2 separate regions of the Mus musculus genome follow, and region 2 is linked to region 1. A link is a contact called in public Hi-C data. All regions are on one chromosome and are shown on one strand. The core of a region is the stretch at or near the end of the contact, and the rest is flanking DNA. Distances in the headings are between cores, read along the strand shown.

Evidence for each region. Hi-C and Micro-C count contacts between places; a contact is called where the count stands out from the background.
Region 2: a Hi-C map of bone marrow-derived macrophages shows a contact between it and region 1, with 30 read pairs. The contact joins two enhancer-like sites. A contact is called at or near these places in 4 of 15 datasets of contacts at CTCF or cohesin (the NIH/3T3 cell line, embryonic stem cells and stem cell-derived epiblast-like cells), 67 of 484 Hi-C or Micro-C datasets (the 3T3-L1 cell line, 3T3-L1-derived adipocytes, the C2C12 cell line and 40 more), 8 of 115 datasets of contacts at active chromatin or transcription factors (CD8 T cells, PVALB interneurons, astrocytes and 3 more) and 4 of 9 other capture datasets (adipose tissue, embryonic stem cells, liver and 1 more).

The regions. Positions count from the first base shown.
Region 1 is chr6:39,146,772-39,152,761 of GRCm38.p6, reverse strand. It overlaps Kdm7a (lysine (K)-specific demethylase 7A), which reads left to right. Exons shown (of 20, transcript NM_001033430.4): 12 at 1,295-1,504; 13 at 3,351-3,475; 14 at 3,666-3,820; 15 at 4,961-5,058; 16 at 5,426-5,574; 17 at 5,699-5,907. 4930599N23Rik (RIKEN cDNA 4930599N23 gene) reads right to left here. Exons shown (of 4, transcript NR_045813.1): 3 at 5,711-5,884; 4 at 4,450-4,694. Among named protein-coding and RNA genes, the nearest start is that of 4930599N23Rik, 31 kb to the right of the region's middle. Within about 2 kb of position 2,856, at least 1 of the 459 cell types and tissues checked has an H3K27ac peak or open chromatin away from gene starts, as enhancers often do. A contact at or near this core is called in bone marrow-derived macrophages, where this site is marked.
Region 2 is chr6:39,331,041-39,337,030 of GRCm38.p6, reverse strand. Slc37a3 (solute carrier family 37 (glycerol-3-phosphate transporter), member 3) reads left to right here. Exons shown (of 15, transcript NM_028123.3): 15 at 1-2,261. Among named protein-coding and RNA genes, the nearest start is that of Gm26008, 35 kb to the right of the region's middle. Within about 2 kb of position 2,715, at least 82 of the 459 cell types and tissues checked have an H3K27ac peak or open chromatin away from gene starts, as enhancers often do. A contact at or near this core is called in bone marrow-derived macrophages, where this site is marked.

The DNA.
Region 1 (5,990 bases), core at 1,607-4,106:
AGATCTGCCACTGTGCTATGAATATTTAACCACTGACACGTGTGAAGTAGAACAGCGCCAAGTTAGCTTTACAGATTTTAGGTGTCTGATGTCTTATAGAGAAATTTAGAGTAGTGTGTTGTTATAAAACAACAGAGGCAGTTCCAGTTACTGTAAATTCTTTTAAGTTCCTACAAAAGTTCCAACAAAAGTTATAGTGCTTCGTTCTCTTTAGTTTCAGTTACCTAGAGATGAATGTCTAGGAAGTATTTAGAGGAAGGGATAAAACAGTGATTGTGTGAAGCTGGCTTGGAAATAATAATTAGGGAATCTCTTTGCCAAAAATGCTGGAACAACTGAGGGGCTAATGACTTTGATAAAAGCCCATAAAAATATATGAGCTTTGTCAGTATTGAAAAAAAAAAAAAAAAGGGTTTTCATTGCAGTAGTTCTTCAGGAAAGTAGCTTGATTAGTGTGTAGTCTGAAATAAGAGGAAATTCATTGAAAGCCATCGTGTAATTTAACATCTTACATTAGGACTATGTTTGTAGAATGGGAGGAGCTGCAGACATAGTTCAGCAGTTACAGGTTGGCTTACAACCAGTGTCAAGAATGGAAGGCATTATACATCTGCAAAAAACATCAGTCATCTCCTTTTGTTCCTTGGTGCGGGGACTGAACCCAGGGCCTTGTGCTTGTCAAGCATGTACTCTACCTCTGAGCTACATCTCCAGCCCTTGATGCCGCAGTGCCAGCTTCACTATCCTTGGGTACAACAGTTAGTGATTTTCAGAGGTAGTAAAAATAACGGCATGTAAATGGGTTTCCTATCAAAAAGTTATCAAATATAAAATATATAAACATATGTTTATAAAACATATAGAATATTATCTGTAACTATATGTGCATATATATGTGTCTCGTGCACAGTAAAACCAAAACAGAATAAACTCAAAATTAATCGTTGAGTAAACAGGAGTATCATTTCTGAAAATGTCAACTTCAACGTAATATCGTAGATCTAAGATGGCAGCTCAGTGTGGTGGTGCATGCTTGTAATCCTAGTTCATGGAAGCTAAGGCAAGTCCCCTCCAGACGCCCCCACAAAATCCTCCCCAAATAAAACAAGGAAATGTACTTACTGTTCACAAAGTGTGTGGACGAGAGGGGAATAAAGGCCTCCAGAAAGCCGAGGCTTTGACGTTGCCTTAAGAATGTGCTTTGTTTTTTAAAGTATTTTTATGGTTGATTGTTTAGTCAAGTATATGTATAAGAGCCTTTTCATAAAACAAGCTCTGAATTTGATTCTTCTAGGAGGAAAATGGCAAACCAGTTAAATCTCAGGGAATTCCTTCTGTGTGTCCAGTTTCACGGCCTTCAAATGAGGCATCTCCACCATATCATTCCCGGAGAAAGATGAGGAAACTTCGAGATCATAATGTCCGAACTCCTTCTAACCTTGACATTCTTGAGCTCCATACAAGGGAAGTCCTCAAAAGATTAGAGATGTGTCCATGGGAGGAGGCAAGTATATATATGTGTGTAGTGTGTGTGTGTGTGTGTGTGTGTGTGTGTATGTATGTATGTATGTGTGTGTGTGTGTGTATATATATGTGTGTGTGTATATGTATGTATGTGTGTGTGTATATATATGTGTATGTATGTGTGTGTGTGTATATATATATATATGTATGTGTGTGTGTGTGTGTGTGTGTGTATATGTATGTATGTGTGTGTGTTTGTGTACATACACTCAGTACATGTAACAGTACAGCTGGTTTCTACTGTAGAGTCATAGATACTGTTTTGTCTGTGGAGACCATGAAGTCTTTTTAGCCAACAGTGTGGTACTAAGGAGCCTAGATTTCATTAATTGCTGACATGTTTAGGATTAAATTAATTAAATTAATAAGTTTATCCAACTAATCATGTGCTCTTCTGAACTCTGAAGAAGATGCTAGAGCAAGCAAAGTTGAGTCGTGCCCTCATGTAGCATTTTGTCAAAGTTTTAAGTTGGAAGATAGGACATATATTAAAATAGTAGCATTTCAAGATGGGCATTATGGTACATGCCTGTAATCTTAGCACTTGGGAGGTAACTCAGACCCAAAAGGACATGCATGGTATGTACTCACTAATAAGTAGATATTAGCCCAAACAAAAACAGAAACAGAAACCAGAATACCCAAGACACAGTCCACAGACCTTACACAGGTCAGCAAGCTGAAGGACCCAAGTGAGGACACCGCAGTCCCACTTTGGGAGGCAGGGCGAGAGGTAAGGCCAGCTTGGGCTACAACGGTGAGACCCTTTCTCTAACAAACAGGAGCAACAAAATATATGTTTCCAATGCTGAGTGTTTTGAGGGAACCCCAAACAGTAGTGGTTGATTGCTTTGCTGAAGTGCTCATAATACCTTTTAGGGGTTGATGTTTGACCTAACAGAAGGTGTCAAATAAACACACAGTATTGCTAGCCAAGGAAGATAAATACAGAAAGCCTGTCCTTGAGTCAACAGCAACCATTCGGACAATCAGAATGGGAGACTTTTAGAATAAATATGTTTAGGTTGGAGAAGTTCTGGTATACTGGACAGAGCAGGAGAGTGCGGAGTAGTGATACCTTTATAAACCATGCTACTGAGTTTGTGATAGGATTTGCTCATCCATAATTTTACATCATAAGCATAGGGTTGACAGTTAATTGAAAATACAATAGAGATGTTGCTGAGTTAAAATACTAAACGTTAGTCATTACACCCTTACATAATTTTATATTTGATATTATGTTGTTTTAAGATTAAATGGTTCTGAATCTACTTAACACATATAGTTATTTTGGGAACTTATTATGAAAGATCTCAAAGAGGAAGTAATTTTTTATACATTAAAAAACCAGCTCCTATTATCTCTTTTTGTTTGCTGTGGCTCTTGGGCCTAGTAGTGGTTGTGTGAATGCAATCTTGGTGGGAAGGATGAGGTCAAGGTTACGGTGAGTGGGAAGGTCTTTCTATACTTTATTAAGTAGAAGCAGCCAAGGAACATGAAAATGCCTAAAGCTGTATGACTCTAACCCTTTAGTATCCACAAAAAGGGCCTGTGTTTGGATTTGCTTTATGCAGATTTTGCATTTTATATTAGAAAATATGTTTTATTGCTAAATTGCCTTGCTGAAAGATGAACCATTTTGTATGTGTTGGAATGAGGAGCTCTGGATTATGGGACACTGAGATATCTCCAATCCCTGGATGGCTACCCATCCCTTTACAAGGCAGGCAGGACCATGGAAGAAGGGATAGTAAACACTCCTTTTTAGTTGAGTAGGCCTACCTGAAGGTGGAGATTAAATCAGTTCTGCTTTGTATTTTAAGGACCTACTGAGCTCTAAACTGAATGGAAAATTCAACAAACATCTCCAGCCATCTTCCACAGTACCTGAGTGGAGAGCGAAAGATAATGATCTACGATTACTGCTGACAAATGGAAGAATAATTAAGTATGTAAATATATCAAAGTATCAGATTAATTTTTGGTGGATCCCCTTTTGTCCATATAATGCCAACATTATCGCATAGACAATTGTATTAGAGGAAAGGGTCTCAATCCTCTGCTACGTCTAAATGGAGGGGAAGGGACTACAGAGCATGCTCTACTTTTGATGCAGTTATTTTTCCTATGTGGCACAGAGATGAGAGACAGCTGTTTGCAGATCGAAGTCTTTATACAGCAGATAGTGAAAATGAAGAGGACAAGAAGCCAACACAGAATGCAAACATGAAGACAGAACAGAGCTCAGGAAGAGAGGAGGCCGAAAGTCAAGGCTCTCCCAAACCACTCAACAGTATGTGTCCCTCCTTGTGCTATATGCAGTAGGTAACTTGCTGGTATTTGAGTTTGTTGTAGGATTGAAAATGTTTGCATTTTATAATACTGTTGGAAAATCTGAAGTATGTTTTGAGTAGTTCACTAATCTGCAAGGTGCTGAATGTGAGTGTCAAGTATAGTAGCTAGGGATAGATTACCAGTATATGGATATGTGAGAGTTGCAAGCCTTAGATAGATTCACTGTTTTTAAAGTCTTTTAAAAGCTCATAATGCTTTATGGCCTCTACTGTCCCAAATGAGTTTCAAGTTTAACTTAACTTCACATGTGGTAGCATGTCTTTCATTCTCATAATTAAGAGACATCTGGTTGGCTGATCTGTATCTAGTGGGAATCGAGGTAGTGTGATGTTATTTGATACCTGTTGATAGGAGGCTTCTACTGGTGCATTGATTGGTTATTGACAAATAAAGTAATAATAGGACTATCAAACACTGTAGTAGTATCACCTTCTCCTTGAAGTCTTTGCTCTTTGAATAAAGTGAACTTAAACAGTTTTAGGAAGAAAGAACAGTATATAGCTTTCCATTTAAAACATAATTAAAATCAATATTTTATCTTTGTGATGAAAGGATTCTGCATAATGAATATTACCGAATTCATTTTTAATTTCTTAGTTTCCACTAATTCCCAGTAAATCTGGTCCTCTGTAGTTGGTAGTTATTATGTCAGGGCAAGGCAGTGTATCACTGAGAGCTGATAGAAGAGTTGCTATGCAGTGGTGCTTGCAGAAGAGAAAGGCAGATAAGAGCCCAGGTAATAAACTGCTTGAAACCATGGTCCGTCCATAAATGCTCTTGAGGTTTGAAAGTTGCCTTTTTTTTTTTTCTTTCTAGTGAGAAAACCAAGGAAAAGGGAAAGTCAGAAGCAATTTGTAGTCATTTTAGTTAAAACAATTTTTTTGTTTTTTTTTTCTGGAAAGAAAAATACCACAAATATTCTAAGGACATACATCAGTCAGCTTGTATCTTGGTCAATTAGAAAAAAATGGGAAACTAAAATCAGTAAGGAAAGAGAGGTGTGGAGCTTGAAAGTTGTCTTGAAACTGGGTATACTTTAGAGGCCATGACTGTTTCTTATCCCTCTCGTCTTCACCAGGAATCTTTACAAGTGTGAGATCGGAACTCAGGAGTAGACCGTCAGAATATTCTGATGGTTCTGATTCAGAAGACTCTGGACCCGACTGCACTGCACTGGTACGTGTCATGGGTGGGGTGAGGACCACCCGTGTGGTCTCATCTGGAGGAGGAATGTGGATGACAGCTTTCCCAGAGCTTGTCTGTGCTCTGTGTGTGCACACCATCCAGTGACGGTCATGTTCCACGCATTTCTGTGTGGCTGTGGTAAGGGTGGAGGGAGAAATACTGCTGCTTATGTTTCTGACAGCTGTGTTTTACCTTTAAGTCTGTAACTGTGTGCTTTGTATCCAGGTAGTAGGTTACTATTGCTAGAGATTTTCAAATTTTGATATGAAATATTAAGACTCCAGCTTGTAAGCAGATAAACTGGTTAGTGTGTACAGCCTTAGTTTCTTTTTAGCTTTGTTTCTATTTATTATTTCAGAAAATTAACTTTGCCACTGAAGATTCTGAAAGTTCAGGTGATGAAAAGAAACATGAAATAACATCACACTTTAAAGAAGAGTCTGATATAGTGAGGAACCTCCTTCAGAAGAGCCAGAAGCCATCTAGACAGGAAATCCCAGTTAAAAGGTAGGCTTGCTGATGGAAGTAGTAGTTTTACATTGTGATGTAAATACTGTGAAAGTTTTCAAGTATACTGATTATTTTATCAGAAAAAAATACACCATTGTGTTTTGAATCACCTGCTCCTTAGGGAATGTCCTACCTCGACGAGCACAGAGGAAGAAGCTATTCAGGGCATGCTGTCCATGGCAGGGTTGCACTATTCCTCGTGTTTACAAAGGCAGATACAAAGCACAGATTGCAGTGGTGAGAAGAACTCTCTCCAGGATCCCAGCAGCTGCCACGGCAGTAACCCTGAGTTTAGGCAGTTGTATCGCTGCAATAAACCAGTGGAATTTGGTAAGAAACACAAAATCAGTCTCTGAAAAGTAATATATGATTCTACATTCAGTAGTGCTGTGATATTGTTGAAGTTAGAGATA
Region 2 (5,990 bases), core at 1,466-3,965, 180 kb before region 1:
TTTTTTACACTACAGCAGTTCCTGGAGAATTTTATAACATTTGTGAATGTACTGAAAGGAAAATGAACCTGCCAGCATCTTTGTTGGGCTTGTCAGCTTATCCCTCTAACGCTAGATACCGGTTTTGGTCCTGGACCCTTGTTCTTCAGCCTTAATCAAGAGCTAAGTGATCAGGAGGCAGAATCATGTTGTATTGATGAGAAGACTATGGTACGGAGCTCTGATACCACATTTGCAGAGAGTGGATCACCATTAAGGCATCAGAGCAGAGCTGAGTCCAGATGATGCTACAGGCCTGCGGTGGACGAAACACACCTTTACCAAGGTGGAAAGATCACACTGTGCGATGGCTGGGTCACTCTGTGGCTTCTGGAAGTTCTCGTCCTCTCTAGAATGGCTGTTGGCTTGTTCTCCTCCGACTTCATTCACATTTGACTGACTCCTAGGAGCAGTCTTCTGTTTGTGGACTATTATATTTCAGACATTCCAGTATGGAGCTTTCAAACCCACGTTCACAGTCTGGGAACGACAAGACCCTCTGAGAAGCTGTTCTATGTAGCCTTATTGTTGGAAGATTGGTCTCTGTCACAGCCGCAGCCAGGTTCCTGAAGTTCCCTCAGCAGAAGATGGAAAGACAAAGGCTCTTTGTTCTGGGGGTATGAAGTGTATGTATTGAATCATGTTAGTGGATTGTTAGGGCCTGAGGCCTGCCCTTTAGAAGATTGTAGTGTGTATGTCTTCAAGACTATGAATTCTATAAGAATCAATACTTTAAGGTCATTCTGTACATACATTTTAAATTATGTAAACTAGGAGGAAAATGTACAATTTTGAGGGATACCTAATTCACGTTGGGTTAGGAAATATTCTTCCACCTCTTGCTTTATGCTCCAAGGTATGTATTGATGAACTTGCAGGAATACTACAGATTTCTGACCATTTTCCTGTTCAGTCACTGACATAAAGGGAAAACACAAAACATAGGAAGGTAGGGGAAACAAACCCCCGCTTTTGTAATAAACGTCCAGCGGTTGTTTGGTTACTTAGTCCCTGCTTAAGCTTGACATTGCCTCTCACTTTCCCTTTCTGTGTGGTGCTGGGGTGGACTCTGGGTCCTGCACATGCCCAGTGTGTCTCCCAATGCCCTGCACTCCCAGCCCAGCCCCACAGTTAAGTACAGCGGTGCCTTGAGTTCCCCAGCACTTGTCACTGGAAGCAGACAGCCCACAGCCTTGCCAGGTGGAGCTGCTCCCCTGCCCTAGGTCCTGGGGGGCCTCATTCCCATTAGAGGGAGCACCCCCTCTCTCCCTCTGAGGCAGACTGCTCAGTGGTGCCTGCAGATGAAGCCTCTGTCGCATGTGGCTCAGAGGTTCGTCCTCCTCAGTGGGTTCATCTTCATGTTCTCATATCAGCCCGTGCCGCCTTTTCCAGGTTAGTCTTGAGCACCTACCCCCTTCTCCGTGGCTCTCCAGGCTCTGCCTGAAATGGAGCTGTAAACACTCAGAACAGGATGAAACGATGTTTTTCTCTCTGAATCTGAGTACGTTCTCCATCTACTTCTGCCCACCTGGGAAGGAAGTGGCTTTAACAAACGCCTAGGCATTTGCCTCATTTTCTTATTAAATGTTTGCCTGGAAGGAAGGGTCAGAGCTGGCGAGCTGGCTGGGTGGGTGAAGTGCTTGCTTTGAAAGCATGAATACCTGAGTTTGGACTCTCAGTCCCCGTGTACACATCTGGGTGCAGCGGCACACAGTTCCAGTGCTCAGGAGACATTGGAAACAGGTCTGGCTGAGCTAGAGTGCTGAGGTTCAGGAAGAGAGCCTGTCTCAGAAGACAGTGACGGGCTGGAGAGGTGGCTCTGTGGCTTTAGAGTACTAGCTGCTCTCCCAGAGGACCCAGATTCAGTTCCCAGAACCCACATGACAGTCACAACCATCTGCATACCTCCAGAGTCAAGAGATACAGCACCCACTTCTGACCTTCACAGGTACTACATGCACACGGTACACTTAGGCAAAACACAAACACACATGGATACTACTTAAAAGGGGGAGGGGGTGTGATAGAGGAAGATAGCCAGTGTTGACCCCTGGTCTTCATGTGATCATGTACCCACACACCTATGCACACGTGCTAACATATATCAAAAATAGCAGAAAAGGCCACAGTAAAGGCTGGTTTGAAAATGGATTAAAAATTAATTTGGGGGAAAATCGTAGGAGGCTTTCACACACTGAAATAAAGAATGACTGGATGGGAAACATTTTGCCCTTAAGTGTGTCTGTCCTGGAATTTAACAATAGTAGTTACATATTCCTTAAATCAGAACTTAGGAAAAGAAAGAAAACCCCTTCTTGACAGCTAGGTTGAAGGACCAGAGCGTGGCGAGTCATCTTCCTGGTGCTGCAGCTGGTACCCAGGGCCTCTGTGCTTGCTAAACGGGTGCTCTCCTGGTAACCCTGGGTGGTGTGGAATTAACGATGACCCTTCTGCCTTTGCCTCTTGAGTGTGGGGTGACACATACGAGCCACCACGCCTAGCTGCAAAAACCTTCACTTGTACTGACTAGTTTTTCTGACTAACATCCTGTTTTTCTTTCCTGTTGCCTTCCTGGCTCTACCCGCAACTTTCCCCTCAGCAGCTGAACTAGGTAACCATGTTTGCCAGGACTGGCTTGCTCTGCGCCTGCCACTCTGCCTCAGTCATCAGTGACATCAGCAGCAGCATGCGCCTCCTTTTACCAAAGAGGACATCATATCCTCTTACCACCCACAGGAACAGCTTGTGTAGCTTGAGTTTGGGAGCCCCACCCCTTATTTCTTTTTATTTTTCCACTTGAGGCAGGGTTTCTCTATGTAGCCCTGGCTGTCTTGGAACTTACTCTGTAGTCCAGGCTAGGCTTGAACTCAGAGATCTGGCTACCTCTGCCTCCTGAGTGCTGGGATTAAAGGCATGCACCACCATGGCCTTACTGTTTGGTTTTTAAAATCTTTTTCTTGTATTTGACACTGGTGAATACCTTTTCCCAGGACTTTTTAAAAAATTTTTAAAAAAGATGTATTTATTATATATAAGTACACTGTTGCTGTCTTCACCAGAAAAGGGCATCAGATCTCATTACAGGTGGTTGTGAGCCACCATGTGGTTGCTGGAAATTGAACTCAGAACCTCTGGAAGAGCAGGCAGTGCTCTTAACTACTGAGCCATCTCTCTAGCGCAGGTCTTTTTTAAAAAAAGCCTTCTTAACATTGTTATAGAGTATTTACGTTTCTTTCTTTCTTTTTTTTTTTTTTTTTTTTTTGGTATGTCTGTTCTTGTTTATTGATTTAGTTCTTGTTTTGTTTTTTTTTTTCCTCTGCTTAAAGACCACTCTAGATATTATTTTTAATTAGGTATTTTCTTCATTTACATTTCAAATACTATCCCAAAAATCCCCTGTACCCTTCCCCTCCACTCCCCTACCCACCCACTCCCACTTCTTGGCCCTGGCATTCCCCTGTACTGAGGCATATAAAGTTTGCAAGACCAAGGGGCCTCTTTTCCCAATGATGGCCGACTAGGCCATCTTCTGCTACATATGCAGCTAGAGACATGAGCTCTGGGGGTACTGGTTAGTTCATATTGTTGTTCCACTTATAGGGTTGCAGACCTATTTAGCTCCTTGGGTACTTTCTCTAGCTCCTCCATTGGGGGCCCTGTGATCCATCCAATAGCTGACTGTGAGCATCCACTTCTGTGTTTGCTAGGCACCGGCATAGCCTCACAAGAGACAGCTATATCAGGGTCCTTTCAGCAAAATCTTGCTGGTGTATGCAATGGTGTCAGCGTTTGGGGGCTGATTATGGGATGGATCCCCGGGTGTGGCAGTCTCTATATGGTCCATTACGTTTCTTTTTAATCTTTGGGTTTGTGTGGGTATATTATGCTCATTTGTACATTTAGTGACCGCAGCTCCTAGGTTCATGTGTATTTGCACATGTGTGTGTGTATGTATGTTTATATGCATGTGTGTATGTGTCTGAATGTGTGTGTGCATGTGTTTGTGTTTATATGCATGTGTGTGTATTTATCTGCATGTGTGTATGTATGCATGTGTGTATGTGTGTTTATGTGAGAGTGTGTATGTGTGCTTATGTGAGCGTGTGTGTGTGTGCGCGCGCACACGCATGTGTGTACGTGCATGGCTGTGTGCAGACCACAGGCTGACATTGCTTTCCTTGCTCATACAGAATTGGACTGTTAGTTCACATCGTGCTGTGATGGCTGTACGCATCCCTTCCTTCTTGTCCTAATTCATTCTTCCCTCTAACAACTCGTTTTGCTCCCAGCTCTTTCAGTTTTCAGTTTCCTTCTGAGTTTTCCAGCAGCATTTATTGAAGAACCCCCGTGGAACCAGTGCTGTAAGCCTCCCACCACCTTTACTTACGCTGAGAGTCAAATCCATCTTACTTGTATACTTGGTATCTATGGCCCCTGGGACAGTACGGCCCTCTTCTTCCAGGGCCAAGGCCAGGTGGAGCAGGCCATGCATGGTTCCTGAACCTTGCAGATGGTCCCTGCACTGCTCACAATAGTTCTCCTGCAGTGGCTGCCTACATTGTCAGGCTGCATGGCTCCACACTAGTGTCCGGTCCTCAGCTCTCAGATTACCTAGCAGCAGGAAGCCTTGGACACAGCAGTGCTCAGCAACCTCTTTGGAGCCTGTTTTTTTCTGGGCTGTCTCCTCCCCAGCCCTTCACAGTCTTCCTCTTGAACGCCCCTACCCTGTCTTCTCTGCCTCAGGTGATGGGCCTACCCTGTTGGGGCCTTTCAGGGCCCTTATCTTAGACACTGTCTGCCAGGCCCACTGGCTTTACTGCCTGATGGTATCTTCTGGTACAATAATTCTGGAAATGCTTCCTGCATTTCCTCAATTAGGTGAGAGTGGGCACCATGGCCAAGGACAAGCAGCTGTTTAGCTGGTACACTGACTTCCAGATTGGATCCGCCTTCCCACATTGCCCCTTTGAACTTTCGGATACTATCTTACTTACCTCCCACCCAATCTTTCTTTCTTTCCTTACTGTAGTTCCTGAAGCATTTCTGGCAAGATAGATAACTCGTTTCAGCACGTATCTTAAGTAAATCAGATTAAATGTGAAGAACTAGTGTTAGTGTAGACATAGATGGTCCAAAGACCTTACCTGGGTATGCATGTGCTAATGTTAAACCTAGCATTTATCTTTAGTTACATGTTACTAATGGCATTTTAGAAGCAAAAATCTACACAGGGGTAGTTTCAGGGAATCCAGTGCCCTCTTCTGGCCTCATTGGGCTAATGATTTTTGGGCAACTTGACACAAACCTAGACATATTTGGGAAGATAGAATCTTAATTGAGAGAAAGCCCCCGTCAGAATGTCCATATATGTATACATGGGCAGGCGGTCCTGGATTATAAAAGAGAGAAGGCTGAGCACGTCATGGGGACCAAGCCAGTAAGCTGCACTCCTCTATGGCCTCTGCTCCAGTCCCTGCCTCCAGGTACCTGCTTTATGATGGACTATGATCAGGTCGGGTAAGCTAAATTAGCCTTTTCCTCACCAGTTTGTTTGTGGTCATGGTGTTTTATCATAGCAATAGAAACCTTAAGACACAGACAAAAGACTTCTACTCCTAGAATAAGTTTTTAGAAAACCACTGTCCCATTTACTGTTTGTCTGCACCACAGGCTTTGTGGTTCTGAGGCTTGCAGCTGAGAGCCCAGAGAAGATGACTGTGTTGGCTAGGGTTGCAAAGAGATAGGAGAGAGGCACACACGTAGTGTTTTTCCATCCCAGCACGTGGCCTGGCCTTCCCTCCAGCCTACTCTGGTTCTAGGCTCCCATCCAAGGTGTGGTGGTACAGTGCATGAGGCTTGTGAGGTGGTGTGTGAAAACTCCCCGTGGCCCCTGCACCTGCCACTGGGCTCAGGACTTTGCAGAGGTAGCCACGTCACCGTGCGGGTATATG